2 separate regions of the Sus scrofa genome follow, and region 1 is linked to region 2. Evidence: chromatin contacts called from public HiChIP or PLAC-seq data. All regions are on one chromosome and are shown on one strand. The core of a region is the stretch at or near the end of the contact, and the rest is flanking DNA. Distances in the headings are between cores, read along the strand shown.

Region 1 (6,956 bases), core at 4,229-6,728, 360 kb after region 2:
CACATTTTTATCAATACATTCTCTCATCCTGCTGATAGCGGAAGGTAAAAACCCAGGGCTTTAGATCAGATTACTCACATAAATGTGCTTTTAAGGCAAAGAGCAGAAGATGAGGTGCCATATGCTCTCCTTTGTGGAACACCCGTGAATATATATAATCTTGTTTTTTATTTTCAGAGAGAACTAGGAAAGATAAACGAAACAGCAATAAAAACGGTTCCTGGGGGAGAACGTGGCAAGGGGTGGTAGGGACCGGAGATTTCTCTGCACAGTCCCTTTTACAGCTGCATCTCTTGAACTGCAGAAATGATTTACATATTCAAAAAATGCAAGTGGAAAGAGAAAGAAAGAAAAGGGAGGGAGGGAGGGAGGAAACAGCTGGAAAACCAAGAGCTGCCCACCATCCAGTTGTACCTACAGCAAGTCCTGAAAGGAATTCCGGGTGCCGATCAGGAGTGAGGCCCTGTGCTCTGGGCTCTGGGAAAACCTTAGATAAGATATTTTCGGGAGAAAACTTCACGAACCCGGACGCTGGCACCTTCCTCTCCTTAGCCGAGCAGTAAAATCTGAGCTCTCTGCTCTCAGGGGCCAAGAGCAACCTTCTACCACGATGTGGGCTTGGTTGCACCTCCCACCAAAGGCAAGTCGAATTTGAGGATCCCAGTGGGCGCCGTTCTCGGAACAAGGAGGGAGGAAGGGAGAAGGAAGGGTCTGAACCGGCCGCGTAGCTTTGCTGTCAGGGGTGAAGGCTCTTTGCCGAGAGCCGCCGCAAAGAACAGCGGAGGGTCCCTCTGAAACAGCCCCTGCTTCTGTCCTTTAAGAGGAGCAGGAGTGACGATGCCCGGGGAGCCCGGCGCACACTCGCTGTGCCGTCCTGGGCATCTTCACAACTGTTCCCGTGACGGGGGGGAATCAGGGCTCCTTGGGAACATGGCTGATGCGGCACGAGGGGCGAGGCAGGAACCCAGGGAGCCTGGGGGCCAGAGAGGGCAGGAGGACTCGCAGGGCAGCACGTGCCCAAGACCCAGGAGCCCGCCTGACGGGGCTCGTGGAACCGCGGTCCGGAAAGATGCAGGTACGTGCGTGAGGGGACCAGGCCGACCCCCGGGCCCGCAGCCGCGGCAGTCACACACACCTGCTTTGGGCTCAGGGCTCTGCTGTCAGCACCTTGAAATTCGTTTTCGTTGTCTTTATCTTTTTTTGAAAAGGAGACGCTGCATTTTCCTTTGTGCCGTGGAGCCCACACCTGACACGTCCTGGTCGTCTCGCCTCCGCAGTAGCAGGCAGCGAGCACAGACGGGAGCAGGTGACGGGAGACTAGCGGGCTGGCTTCCGGCAGAGAGGCTTATTGGATTTGAAAGCCGTGGGGGGAGAGGTGGTCAGGAAACAGAACATTCTAGTGGGCTCCGCGTGTCACTCCACGCATCCTACGGAGGAAACCGACTTCAGTTCTGTTAAGTTGGAGGGGGGAAGTGCATCCTGACCATGAGGCGAGCTGGCCGACCCCACTTCAGCCAAGTCACCAAGCCTGGGCCAGCACCGGAGACACCCAGGTCAGGTGACTCCCGGTGCGGCGCGGCGGGTCAGCAGGGGTGTCCTTGCCAGTAACGGTTAACCCGCATCTAATCCTAAGGAAACGCTTGCAGACGGATCCAGACGGTCGGCCCTTCTGTGAGACATGTTCCTGTCAGGAAAGACAAGGGCAGGGATTGTTCTGGCTTAAAGGAGGCCAAAGAAACTTGACAGCCACAGCAGCACGTCTGATCCCATTTGGAGTCTGGATTTAAAAAGAAAAGGCCGTGAAGGCCATGATGGGGACAATTAAAGAAATTTCCATGCGGACCGCAGATGAGATGATAGAATGGCTTCGACGTTAAATTTCTGTGGCCGTTGCCATCACGTGGGCTGGTGCTGCTGTTCCTGAGAGACGCCCACAAGGGCATTCAGGGTACGTGTATGCAGGAAAAAACCCACGAATGCACCGACATAGGCACACATACCCCACGTATGAACCTAGGCGAAGGGCAGACGAGGGCTCTTTGCCCTGGTTTTTCAACTTTTCCGTAGGTTCGTGCATTTTGCAGCGTGTTTAGGGAAATGTGATTTTTATGGCGATTAGTTAATTTCCCATCCTTTGGGGGAATGTCTCGTGCAGATCTTCTGAGCTGCTGCCTAACGCATTGCTGACGAAAACCTCACCGGGTCGGGGGCGAGGGGTTCCCCGACATCCCGTGTAGTGACGGAGGACGAGACGAGCTGGACCCAGGCAGCCTTCAGGGAGGGAGGTCGTGCACCTGTCTCCCCCCCACCCCCCGGCCCCGCTGTCTTCCTGGGGCGGGGGCTCCTTTCGAGGCCAGCTGCTCCATGGACGGGGGTCATGGGGGCCGGGCCCTCTTCCTCCACTTCCTCTGGGCACGGGAAGCGACAGGTCACTGTCAGCCAGGAAGGAGCCCTGCCTTTATCTCGCGTTGGCCCTGATGAGGCCTGTCCACTGGCGTCCAGAGCCCCTGAGCGTACGTCTCCCGCACCCTGTTCGGGAGCTCTGGCGGTTCCAGAATGGCCCGGGCCCATCCGTACTCGTGGCAGTGGTTCACTTTGTCAGGAATCACACTGGCTGGCACACCTGCCCCCGAGGCCCTGCTCAAGCATCTCATCCAAACTCAGGCTTGCTTGGGGTTACTGCCCTGTTTGTTCTTTACCCCACGTGCAAACACGCACGCCCCGTTGCAACCCCGAAGCTGGAGCCGGCCTGCAGCTCTAAAGCACTGATAGTCCTGTGTTCTGATTTTGCAGGGGTGAGCTCTGGCCGGAGACGCACACAAACACGCATGTTTGATACACCGAGAGCCGTCTTCCACGGCGTGACTTGAGAAATATGTTCTATTTCTAGAATGAGATTTGTACCCAGAAAACCTTCCTAACACGTCCTGGGAACTTTATTCTGATTTCTTCCAGAACTTTTTAAGTCTTGTCCTCAACTCCTAAACCAAGTCCGAAGACCCAGCCGAGTTTGGAATGCCTTTCAAGTCCTCAAAAACATCAGTTACTTCTTGGGTTGCATTAAAGAGCTGGTAAGTTGTTTTAAATTTTCACTTTTTTAAAGGAAGTTCAATTGAGGTGACTTTTTCATGGACAGTGAAATATCTACTCAGTGGTGGATTAATACCGTCATAAAAATGCATCTAAACAAAGCGGGACCTGTCTTATTTGTGTCGAGGGCTGCAAAGTCTGCCATGAAAAGGGGAGCGTGCGTTCCTGGGATGTGAGTTGTATCTGTCACCAGCGGCCTCTTGAGGAAACTGGCAGGCATGCGAAGGGGGATAATTCCTTAGCGTTCTGTTGAGTTTGGATTTCTTCGATTCAGGGGTGGCTTAAAACCAGAATCGGGAGTATCTGCTTCTCCTGCCGTGTGTGGATAAGTGTTCAGTAAACGTTGGTCGGAGGTTGTTCCCCTTCTCTTGGGGCCATCAGCCTCACGCCGCCTGTCCTTAAATATGGAAAAATCCTACAAAGGATAGACTCTCCAAAACTGGTCTCTCTGCTCTACCAACACTTCCTCTCCCTCGGCAATGCCCGGTATACAAACTGCCAGGTCTGGCTTCCTAAAATGTGGTCAGTGTGCAAAAGACCGTGGCCGGAGGCAAAGACGCCCCCCGTCCATCACCACCCCTCTTCCCAGTGCCTGGGAACCCGCTGCTCTTCCACGCTGGCATCGGGGCTCCGGGGATACTCTGGGTCTGTGCCTTCCTCTGGGTTCTCCCACCTGAGCGCCTGCACCTGTCCTGCCAGCTTGGGAAGCCCTGCTTGCCCCGTCAGGCCCTGCTGCGTGCCCTGTGCCTGTCTGTGGCATATTTGCAAACAGAGAAAAAAAACATGATAGATCTCCAGACAGGCCCTTTGTACCCTTTACAAATGTGTGAAAACATTCAGCTGCTGTAAAATCTTTTGAGGAAAATAAGATCCAATTAGCGCCGACTTTTGTGTCGGGGAAAGCTGAGGGTTTTCGAAGGAATTCTTTTCACTCAGTCAAAAACTACTTTTTTTCCCCCCCCCCCCCGGAGAGCGCCTGTGCTGTGCCAGGCCCTGAAAAAAAAGGCAGAAAAAAATGACCCACCTTCAGAAGGCAGAAGCCCTGGTCTGTGGGATGCTTTGGGCTGTCTGCCCCGTGCCAGGGACCACGGCTCCAAGCTGAGGGGCAGGTGCAGAGGGAGAGGACAGGGAAGGTGAGAGTGTGGCAAGTCAGGGGGTCAGGGGACACGCTGGGAGGCCAGTGGTCGCAGCCCCAGCTGCCAAACTAAGGAGCTGGCTTTGCTGTTTTTTGTTTTTGTTTTTTTTCCTTTGGCTTTGCTGTTTTTTTCAGGTTGATAATGAAGAGGAAATTCAGCATATCAGAAGATGGGTGCGTGGAACTAGCTGGAATTAGCAGAGAGGGGTGCCAGCCAAAGGCCCTTGAGCAATCAGGATGTGGACAGGATGGGGTAACAGGTTTTTATTTTTAAATGACTCCTGGTAGAGCTTCCTCAGCTGGCTCACCACTCCCTGAACCTCTGATGTGAGCTGCAGTGGACGCCAGGCACACCCACCACCCACCAGGCGCCCCCTGCCGTGACCCAGGGGACCCTCTGCTAGCCTTACCCCCTCAGTGAGGGCCCTGTAAACCACCGGTGCCCCCTCACCCCCTTTCCTCTCCCTAAGCAGGGTGGGAGGGTGCAGGCTCAGCTTCCTGCAAAGGGATGGCCTGGACAAGGCCCCCCGCTGGCTCGGGCGGCCTGGACTTATAACCTGCCCTCCCAGGAGCAGCAACCTGGGCGCAAACCAGCCCCCGATGATGCCCTTTTCACACCCAAGGCAGCGCCTGGCAGATAGCAGGGGTCCCCACTGACACTAAGGAACCCCTGACTCCAGGACGAAGGGGTGTTGACACTGCCTAGCGCGCTAGAGTGGCCGGTACAACTTGGGAGCTGACCCCAATCCGAGAATCACCGAGCCACAAACCTGCTGGTGTGGCGAGTGTGGTGGGGGCGGCCCGGTCAGGGAGGGTGCCCCTGCACCCCCGCTGGCTGCTCGCAGACGCCGGGGGGCCTGCCTCTCCCCCGCTGGGCTGGCGGGGCTCATCCGGACTCCGGTCCGGTGGACACCGCTGGGCCGAACTTGAGGCCCGGGCCCCCGGGGTCTGCCGGCGGCCCGCTGGGGCCGGGGCCCCTTCCGGGAAGGGCTTCCGGAGAGGCGCGTTTCCTCCCCGGGAGGGTGGGCCGGGTGGGCCCCACCCAGGGGCTGCCCCAGGGGTCACGGCCGGCTCGGGGTGGGGCCTGCCGCGGTCCGGGGCCTGGCGGCGCCGGGGCCTGCCCGGGGTCAGGCCTGCAGGTCCGGCGCGGCCCGGCCCGGCCCTGCCCTCCGCCCCGCCGACCCGGCGCCCCCTCGCGCCCCGGGCGGGCCCTGCACGTCTCGCGAGCGGCCCGGAGCGGCGGGGGAGGCGGGGCCGGCGGCCGGGCAGGGCCGGGGCGGCGCCGAGGCCCGGCCGGAGCGGGAGCCCGAGCGGAGCGGGCGCGGCGGCCGGGGCGGGGGGCGCGGGCCGGCGAAGATGGCGAACGTGGGGCTGCAGTTCCAGGCGAGCGCCGGGGACGCGGACCCGCAGAGCCGGCCGCTGCTGCTGCTGGGGCAGCTGCACCACCTGCACCGCGTGCCCTGGAGCCACGTCCGCGGGAAGCTGCAGCCCCGGGTCACCGAGGAGGTGAGCGGGCCGCGCCGGCCGCCATGCGCCGCCCCGCCGGCCGGCGGAGGCCGGGCAGGGGGCCGGGCCGGCGGGGAGGCCGCGGAGGCCCCGCCTCGGCCCGCCCGGCGCCCCCGGGCCCGCCGCCCGGTGCGCCAGGCCAGGCCAGGCCGGCCGGCGAGGCCCGGGCCGCCCGCCTCCCGAGAACCAGAAGAGCGGGCTCCCGTCCAGCGGCCCCGCGGCGAGCGCCACCGCGCCCCGCACCCACCCGGCCGCAGGCTCGTGGGCAGGGCTGGCAGCTGTGACCCGGCTCAGGGCCCTGCCCTCGAGGGGCTGTGCCCCGGCCCTGCGAGGGGCCCTGACACCTGCCTTCCAGAGCCCTCGTGGCAGTGGCCCCCGAGCTGGTCGTTTGTAGCAAAGCAGCCCCCAAAGTGGCCTTTGAAGTTCCCCCTGCTTAGTCCCACGAGGGTGGACGTGCGCCAGCACACACACACACACACACACACACACGCACGCTTATCACTAGCGAGCTGTGACACATCTGAATTACAGATGGGGGTGCGGCGGGGAGGCTGCGAACTGCCCCTCTAGCTTAGCAGGCTCCGCAGGCCACCAGGCGGGGCCCTGGCAGGCGGCTGTTGGAAGGCTTGTCTGTCTGTCTCTCCCCCTCTGGTGCAGCTCTGGCAGGCCGCTCTGAGCACGCTCAACCCCAACCCCACCGACAGCTGTCCCCTGTACCTGAACTGCGCCACCGTGGCCGCCCTGCCCTCCCGGGTGAGCCGCCACAACAGCCCCTCGGCCGCGCACTTCATCACCCGACTAGTGCGGACCTGCCTGCCGCCGGGGACCCATCGGTGCATCCTGGTGAGTGCTTCTGAGAGAGGCGGGCCCACCCAGCCCCTGCTGCTGAAGGTGGCCCGAGGCTCAGCCCTCAGGTCCCCAGTGCTCCGGCCGACAGTATCTCAGAGGTGGACGATGCAGCCACGGCCGCACACCGTCCCCCCTGCTTTGCAGATGGGGAAACTGCGGTCCCAGCAGTAACCCTTCCCCCCCAGAGCAGCTTGGGTAGCAGCTCTGAGCCTTGGGCCTGGATTTCCCGAGCCCACGTCTGCTGTGCGGCCTTGCACACGTGCTGCTCTCCTGTCTCGGGAGGCGGTCGGCCACATCTGGCCGCTGACATTGTCTTTCCTACATCGTGGGACAGTGGCCGTGGGGACGGCCCCTGGGATGGCGGCCTGGCTGGGGC
Region 2 (6,856 bases), core at 119-2,618:
ATAAATAAAGTAAAATAAAATAAAAATAAGAGAGACAATGTGTGTAAAGGGTTTAAACTGTGCCTGACCTATGGTGTTTTCAGTAAACACCAGTTCTTACTATTCTGAAACGTGCAGGTGGGGAAAGGAAGAGCCCAGTAGCCCCCCCCCCCATTAATATTGACCACCGTGATGATGTACGACCTCCTTCACCAGCAGGCATCCCCCACGTGGTAATTATCTGTTTACAAGTCTCTCCCCGGACCCTGAGTCCCTGAGAGTCAGCCTGGTGAATGGTTCATCTTTGTGGGTGCCGGGCTGGCCCAGCCCAGAACCAGCAGGTGCTCAAGAAATGTTTGTTGAATGGAAAAGCAAAGCTTCATTCACCACAATTAGGAACTTGCAAGTCCAGGAAAACCTTCCCCAGCCATCTGCCCTTAAAGCGATGTTAAAGGACAGGGTACGACGTGACAGGAGAAGGAGACCCCTGGAGAAAGGCGGGCGACAAGGGGCTCCCTGGACGAGGCGGAGGTGAGCTTGCGGCCAGGACGCGTGAGAACTCCGCGGCGGCCACCGGAGAGCCGGGCCTCCCAACTGCCCGCCCTCGGGGAAGTGCCCAGGGAGGGCAAAGCGGAGACCCGGGGGGTCGCTCCCCCACGCCCACGGCGGCCACGCCTCCTCCCGCCCAGCACCTCCGGGACTCTGGACGCCGGTCCCCGCAGGGCCGCCGCAGGGGCACGAGGAGGAGGAGGAGGAAGAAAGTGACAGGAAGTCAGAAGTGTCCCAACAACAAAAATCCTCCCGGTGGCGGGGAGGGGGCTCCGCATCTTCGGCCGCCCCGCGCAGAGAGGAGGGACCGCCACAAGTGGTCTAGACAGTTGGGGTCCCGCTCTTCTGCTCCCAACGCGCCGAGCCTAGTTTGTAGGTCCCACCCCCAAGTTCAGTGCACCCCGAATTCTGTGAGAGGTTCCCGGGCAGGGGCGGGGACGCCCCAACTGTTACTTACAATCGTCTAAGTCATCCGGCAAGTCCACAAAGTACCGGGGGAATTTCTGAAAACCAAGAGACACACAAGAAGTTACGAGGGGGCTGCGGCAGGCAGGCTCGGGGCCGGGATAGGGCTCCCCCGGCCTCGCGGGGCGATCACGGCTAGAGGGGAGGGGGCGCCCCAAGAGCCCGGCCCCACTCACCCGCCATCTTGGGATGGGCCCGGGGGCGGGGCCGGCGGGAGGGGGCGGGGCCGGCGGGAGAGGGGCGGGGAATCTGGCCTCGGGCCCCGCCCCCGGGCCCGGGCCTCCCCGCCAGCCTCGCGGCGCCGGCCGGCCCCGCCCTCTCGGCGAAGGTGGCTGCCGAGGTGGGCGGGGAGGTCAGGTGACCCGGCTGGCGTCCCAAGATGGCGGCAGCGGAGGCGCCCGGGAGCCCGCCGCACCGTCCCGGCTGCTGAGGAGGGCCCCGCGCGGCTGGCGACGGACGGGCCGGGCCGAGGGCCGGCGAACGGGCGGCCGCCGCCTAGACGCGCCCCGCAGCCGGGGCTAGGCCGTGCGGCGGCGGCGCCGGGGGATGCTCGTGCTGGGCCGGGCCTCTCCCTCCTCAACTTAGGGCGGCGGCGGGCCCGCGCCCCTTGCTCCCGGGCCATGGCGCTGAGGGAGCTCAAAGTGTGTCTGCTGGGGGTGAGTGGTGACCGGCTGGCCAGGAGGGCCGCGGGAGGCCGGGCGGGCCGGGGACCCGGGCGTGCCCACATCCCCCCGCCCCTTCCCCCAACCTCCGCGCCGGACGCCGCCTACCTGCCCCGGGACCCACCCTCCAGCCCCCGGGCCGTCCAGCCCACCGGGCCGCTCCCTCCTGAAGGTTTTGCTGGGCCGGGGGACCTTCCGCCTTGTCTGGAGCCCTAGGAGTCGTCCTGCCCCCCAGAGGATGAAGAGCCCTCCCTGCCTCCCCTTGCATCTAGGTTAAGAGCAGCTCTTGAATAGTTTCCTACCCATGTACTAGTTAGGAGTTGGCCCAGTCTTGCAAAGTAAAACCCATAACAGGCCTTTAGGTTTTACAAAGCTTGGTCTTTTGAACTTGTGGGATACCCCTGACACTTCAGGAAGAGTTACTTTTCGTGGAGCGGGGGGAGACATTCAAATCAGGAGGCCCCAAAATTAGTTTGCAGCTTAAGTTTCCTGTCTTGTCAAGGCACCTTTGCTGTTTGGGAGCATATCTGAGGTTGATGCTCTCCTGAGTTGCTGCTTGAAAGACTGATAAAGATTTCCATTGGTTTTCCTCTTTCCCAGATTGGGTGGGGCTGGGATATATCAGGGATTACTCAGAAGTAATTCAAGAGTTCAGAGTGAGTTATACAGGTCAGAAAGCAAGTGAGTTTGTCACTTTTCACACTAAGCAGAGACTTTGGGTCTTTCAGAAGGTTCTCGTGTCTCTTAAAAGCTCAAAACCCCTCTCCTACAATCCGTTTTGAAATCTCCGAAGTACTCCACTGAATGTTTATAAAGACTTCCTTGGTGTCCCTTAACTTCTAAAATTCAGGATGATTTTTCTAAAGTCCTCAGCTCTTGGCACAAGATCGTTTTCAGTGTCTTCAAGCAGGTAAACCTTTTCTGATTCACCTGTCTCATTCTCTTTCAGGATACAGGTGTGGGTAAATCCAGCATTGTGTGGCGGTTTGTGGAAGACAGCTTTGATCCCAACATCAACCCAACAATAGGGTAAGAGATGGAGCTTATTGAATATACATGTAAAGGTGTATTGAAAGTCCTTTCTCATTAAAAATGTGTCACAGGGGGCGGCATCCTCATTTTAAACTCTAGTAAATTTCGAGGCAGTGGTTCCTTTTGTCTCAGGAAGGGCTTAAAACCCTCACAGATTGCTGGGTTTTAGAAAAATTGGCTTTTGATTTCGTGAAAACTTCAAAATGGAAACATGAGTTTAAGTTTGTTTTAGAATACACATAATGCCTTCAGCCTGTGACTATAACACCAATTACATCTTGAAATAAGGCAGAAGAAAACAGGTCCTAATAATTTTTTTCCAGCATGTCAACTGAAAGAAATTTTAGGTGGCTTTAGTTCTTTCTGAAAAGTAGTTTATGGTCTTTCTGAACCTTTCTCACACCTTCCTGCACTAGGAGTAATGATGAATTGATAAATTAATGTCAAACCGTAAGGGTTTTTTTCAGGTATCTGGTTCTTAGAATAAGCGAAATTGGCTATAGGCTTTTTGACTTTGCGAAAACTTTCCCGAGTGTTTAAATGTGATATTAACTCTTTCTCTTGAGAAGTTTTGTTTCATGGATTTTAGTATTTTGTTATTGCTGGTAAAACTAAGTAGCTGCTCTGCAAACCCCTGATCACATAGTTTCTCCCATTTAAAGAAATTGTGTTCCGCCCAATTGGGAGCTATGTTACAGCACATCCACACGCATCCGAAGGCGTGACGGTGCCGCAGCCACTCACTTTGCGAGGTGAAAATGCCTTCCAGGACCCTTCAAGAGAGAACTGCGTCTGTCCACACGCTTAAGGTGTGAACTCATCCTCCTCAGGGCCTGCGTGTCACTACCTGCCTGGGAAAGCGAATGGACAGGAAGTGAGAGCAGGGAGAGCTGGCGACTCAGAGAATGACGCACCTCACCCCACGTCAGCGCTGACCACCCCAAGGCTGGCTTGGGTGGAAGTGCGCTCTCAGACGAGAAGAGGGGAGACGGAGGGTCTAGCTCTGGCAGTCATGCGGAGGCCTGGGGCGCGGTCCTGGGCATCCCCGCTTCCCTGTCTGCCAGCCCCCCTAGTCCGACAGGTGCTGGGGTCTTTAACCTCCTGGAGTCCCACTCTCTGCACTGGGTGGTCTAGGCTCACACCCGCAGAAGAGACAGATACGAGGCTTTCCACTCATCCCCTCCCCCTTCCTTCTCCTCGGCAGGTGTCTTCCTCCTTCATGACCACCCCCCACACACCTGAGCTCCGGAGCCCCCCTTCCTCCCGTCTCCCCTTTCTTCCGCCGCTCTGCCTCCGTGTGGGGGCCTGCAGAGGCGCCCCCACTCTGCAGGCGCCGCCAGGGCAGGGCCATTCCCCACACCTGCCGTGCAAACCACGGGACTCGAGAAAGAGAAGTTACTGCTTCCTCAACTGCTGCTTCTCCTCAACCACCATGGTCGCTGTCCCACCCCTACCGTCCCCTCAAACCTCCTGCCCTCGGTACCTCGCTCCATCTCATTGCCAAAGCCACAGGCTCATTTATTTGTCCGCTCATTGAGTGCCCACTGGGTGCCAGATGCTGAACTGGGTGCTAGTGATTCAGATCAGGGGTCCACACCGTGACCCTCTGGCCACCTCCTGTTTTTAGAGAAAGCGTTACCGAAACACAGTCACACCTGTTCCTTTACGTGTTGTGTCCGCTGCTTTCCGGCTGCAGGAGCAGAGTTGAATAGTTGTGACCGAGACCCTGAGACCCTCAAAGTGGAGAGTATTTACCGTCTGGACTTTTTCAGAAAACGTTTGCCGACCCCTCCTGCCCTCGTGCATCCCACCTGGAATAGTCTCTAGATGAGGTGCAGGGAGTGGTCTGCGTGGCCGCTTTCTGTGCCCAGAGGAGGATGCAGCGCCCGAGAGAGCCTGTACTCCGGGCCGCCCGCGGCCTAAGGGAGTGGCCGGTTCTGGGGAAACAGTGAAGGTATGAGGCGCTTGGCAGCCCCGATGTTGAATTCTTGACAGACAAGTGGATTATCTCTCAGAAAAAAGTTTTTGAAGAGTGAACAGTAACTGCTTAGTGTGGTCGAGGGTGGCGAGTGGCATGGGGACAGCACGAGCTGTGAGGCTGGGGACACGTTGCAGGGATGGCCAGGAGCCCGGGGAAGGCAGCAGGGCCAGGCCCCAGACATCAGCGGAGCCTCCGACGTCACGACATCCCGTCCGCGCTCCCAGGCCCGTGTGTCCAGCCCGTGAGTTGGACATCATCTGCTGGAGAACTTGGTGTCTGTCCCTCCAGCCCTAAATCCCTCACTCCTCCCATACTTGCAGGCTTCCCTGATGAGCCAGATGTGTCGTATGGGGCGAGGCTCAGCCCTGAGGCCCCATCCTGCCTGGACTTCAGTCAGGGCCTCTTGGTGGGGGTGGGGAGGCCTTGGCCGTGCCTCCTGGGGTGGGTGAGAGAATTTGGTAGCGCACGGATGTGCACAGGAAGTATGGGTGGTTGGTGGTAGCACCGTGATCAGATCTTGTTGGTTATCACACCCCTCCACCCGCCAGTCCCATCCCGGCCTCGTTCTTGCTAGTTCTGTGCAAGCGCCGGGACCAGCGGCCTGCTCCCAGTGCAGCAGCGCGGCCCCATCTTTCCTGGACTGTGCGCCGGCTTCGTCACCTGTTGCCCTGCCACCTCCTCTCCCACTGGCAGCCCCGTTGCTGTTGTCGCAGCATCTTTAGAGACAAGTTCAGTCCCCTTGCTGGCGGCGGTGGTGGAGGAGACCTTTCCCCACCCGGACCTCGATGCTCCTCTGCTTCCTCCATGCTCTTGCTCACGCCTCCCCGCTGTGCACACACGGCCTCTCCACCCCTGTGAGCTTTGCACACGCTGTTCCCTCGGAGAGGCCCTTTGTCTTTCTTGTCCCCTTGGTGAGTTCCTGCTTCTCTGTCAAGGCTCGAGGCCACCTTTAGCCCCTCTAAAAGTCGCAAACCCGATACGGGCAGGATCCAGGCGAGAAGGTTACTGAGGGAGACGGCCGGGGAGGAAGAACTGGAGACTCGCAGGTGTGAGCGGCCCTGGCATCCAGCCTTTCCTGCACCACACTGCCCTCCTAGCCCGTGGGCACTTGGCTTTGGCCCCTCGCCCCTGTTATATGTACGATTCCCAGCTAGACCCCCTTCTGTTTCGTTTTACCGGCTCTTGCTTGATGACCTAACTCATGCTGTGGCCTCAGGTTGCATCTATAGCAGGTATTTTCAAAACGGGGGCTTTTTTCAGACTTATACCTGCTTTTCTCCCCTCCCCCCACAAACGCATATACCTGGGAAGACAGGGCCCCCCCATCACATCACCTCGATAGTGAGCTTCAATCACCAGCGGAGCATATTGTGTTCCTTAAGCATGCTGGGATGGAAAAACGGATGAAACTCATGTAAACAAACCCACACCATTGGTACCAAATTCTCTCTTCAGCCCTAGACCTGTGGATTCCACAGATCACAGGGCCCTTGCCCACGCATGTGACTCCAACACCTAGGGCCTCTGCAGTGCTCATAAACTCCCATCAGAGGCTTGGGCCTCTGCTCCTCTTTCGACAGGTCTTGTAAAGAAAAGGACCAACGTGTCCCCTCCCCTTCCTGAAGCCAGCAGGACGCACCAGCTCCTGGCCAGGGCTCCTGGGAAATACCCTTCCATCCCTGTTACTGGTGTCGACTTCGAGACCTTCCTCTGCCCTCCTGCTGGTCCAGATGTGGACTCTGCCACCTGCAGCTGGTTAACCCTGAGTCTGTTTCCTCGCCTGAAAAAAATAGTAATGGTGGTCCCAGCTCCATATTGTGAGGGAGATTCTCGGAGATTCTGCGTTTAAAATGTTTAGCTAAGTGCCAGGAACACTGGGGTCAATACATGATAGCATTATTATTTTAAAATACTTACATCTTTTTAAATCTTTTGAATTATTTCTATGAAGGTAGTGCATATGTGTTTTTCAGTATGTTGGTTAAGCCTTGTTAACCAGCAAGGCTTGTCGGTTGGGTATAACAGCCCCTGGTCCACTCTGACTCACTCCCAAGGGTCAGCTGCTGCTGAGATGGTATTGAGTGGGTTTTGTTTTGTTTGCTGATTGTTTTTCCTCCAGACATTTTGATAACAGGCATATGCTGCTGATTCTTGGTCCCTGCGCTCCCCCCCTGCCGCCCAGGCTCCC

What was found. HiChIP or PLAC-seq counts read pairs in DNA pulled down with a chosen protein or histone mark.
Region 1: an H3K27ac HiChIP or PLAC-seq map of skeletal muscle shows a contact between it and region 2, with 4 times the contacts expected there. The contact joins the promoter of NPEPL1 here to the promoter of RAB22A in region 2. A contact is called at or near these places in 2 of 2 datasets of contacts at active chromatin or transcription factors (alveolar macrophages and skeletal muscle).

What each region holds. Positions count from the first base shown.
Region 1 is chr17:58,870,206-58,877,161 of Sscrofa11.1, forward strand. NPEPL1 (aminopeptidase-like 1) reads left to right here and starts at 5,479. Exons shown (of 12, transcript NM_001123148.1): 1 at 5,479-5,731; 2 at 6,389-6,574. The coding sequence starts at 5,582. It also overlaps a transcript of STX16 not described here.
Region 2 is chr17:58,513,617-58,520,472 of Sscrofa11.1, forward strand. RAB22A (RAB22A, member RAS oncogene family) reads left to right here and starts at 1,369. Exons shown (of 7, transcript NM_001123174.1): 1 at 1,369-1,649; 2 at 2,605-2,684. The coding sequence starts at 1,614. PPP4R1L reads right to left here and starts at 1,206. Exons shown (of 13, transcript XR_002340199.1): 1 at 1,170-1,206; 2 at 986-1,031.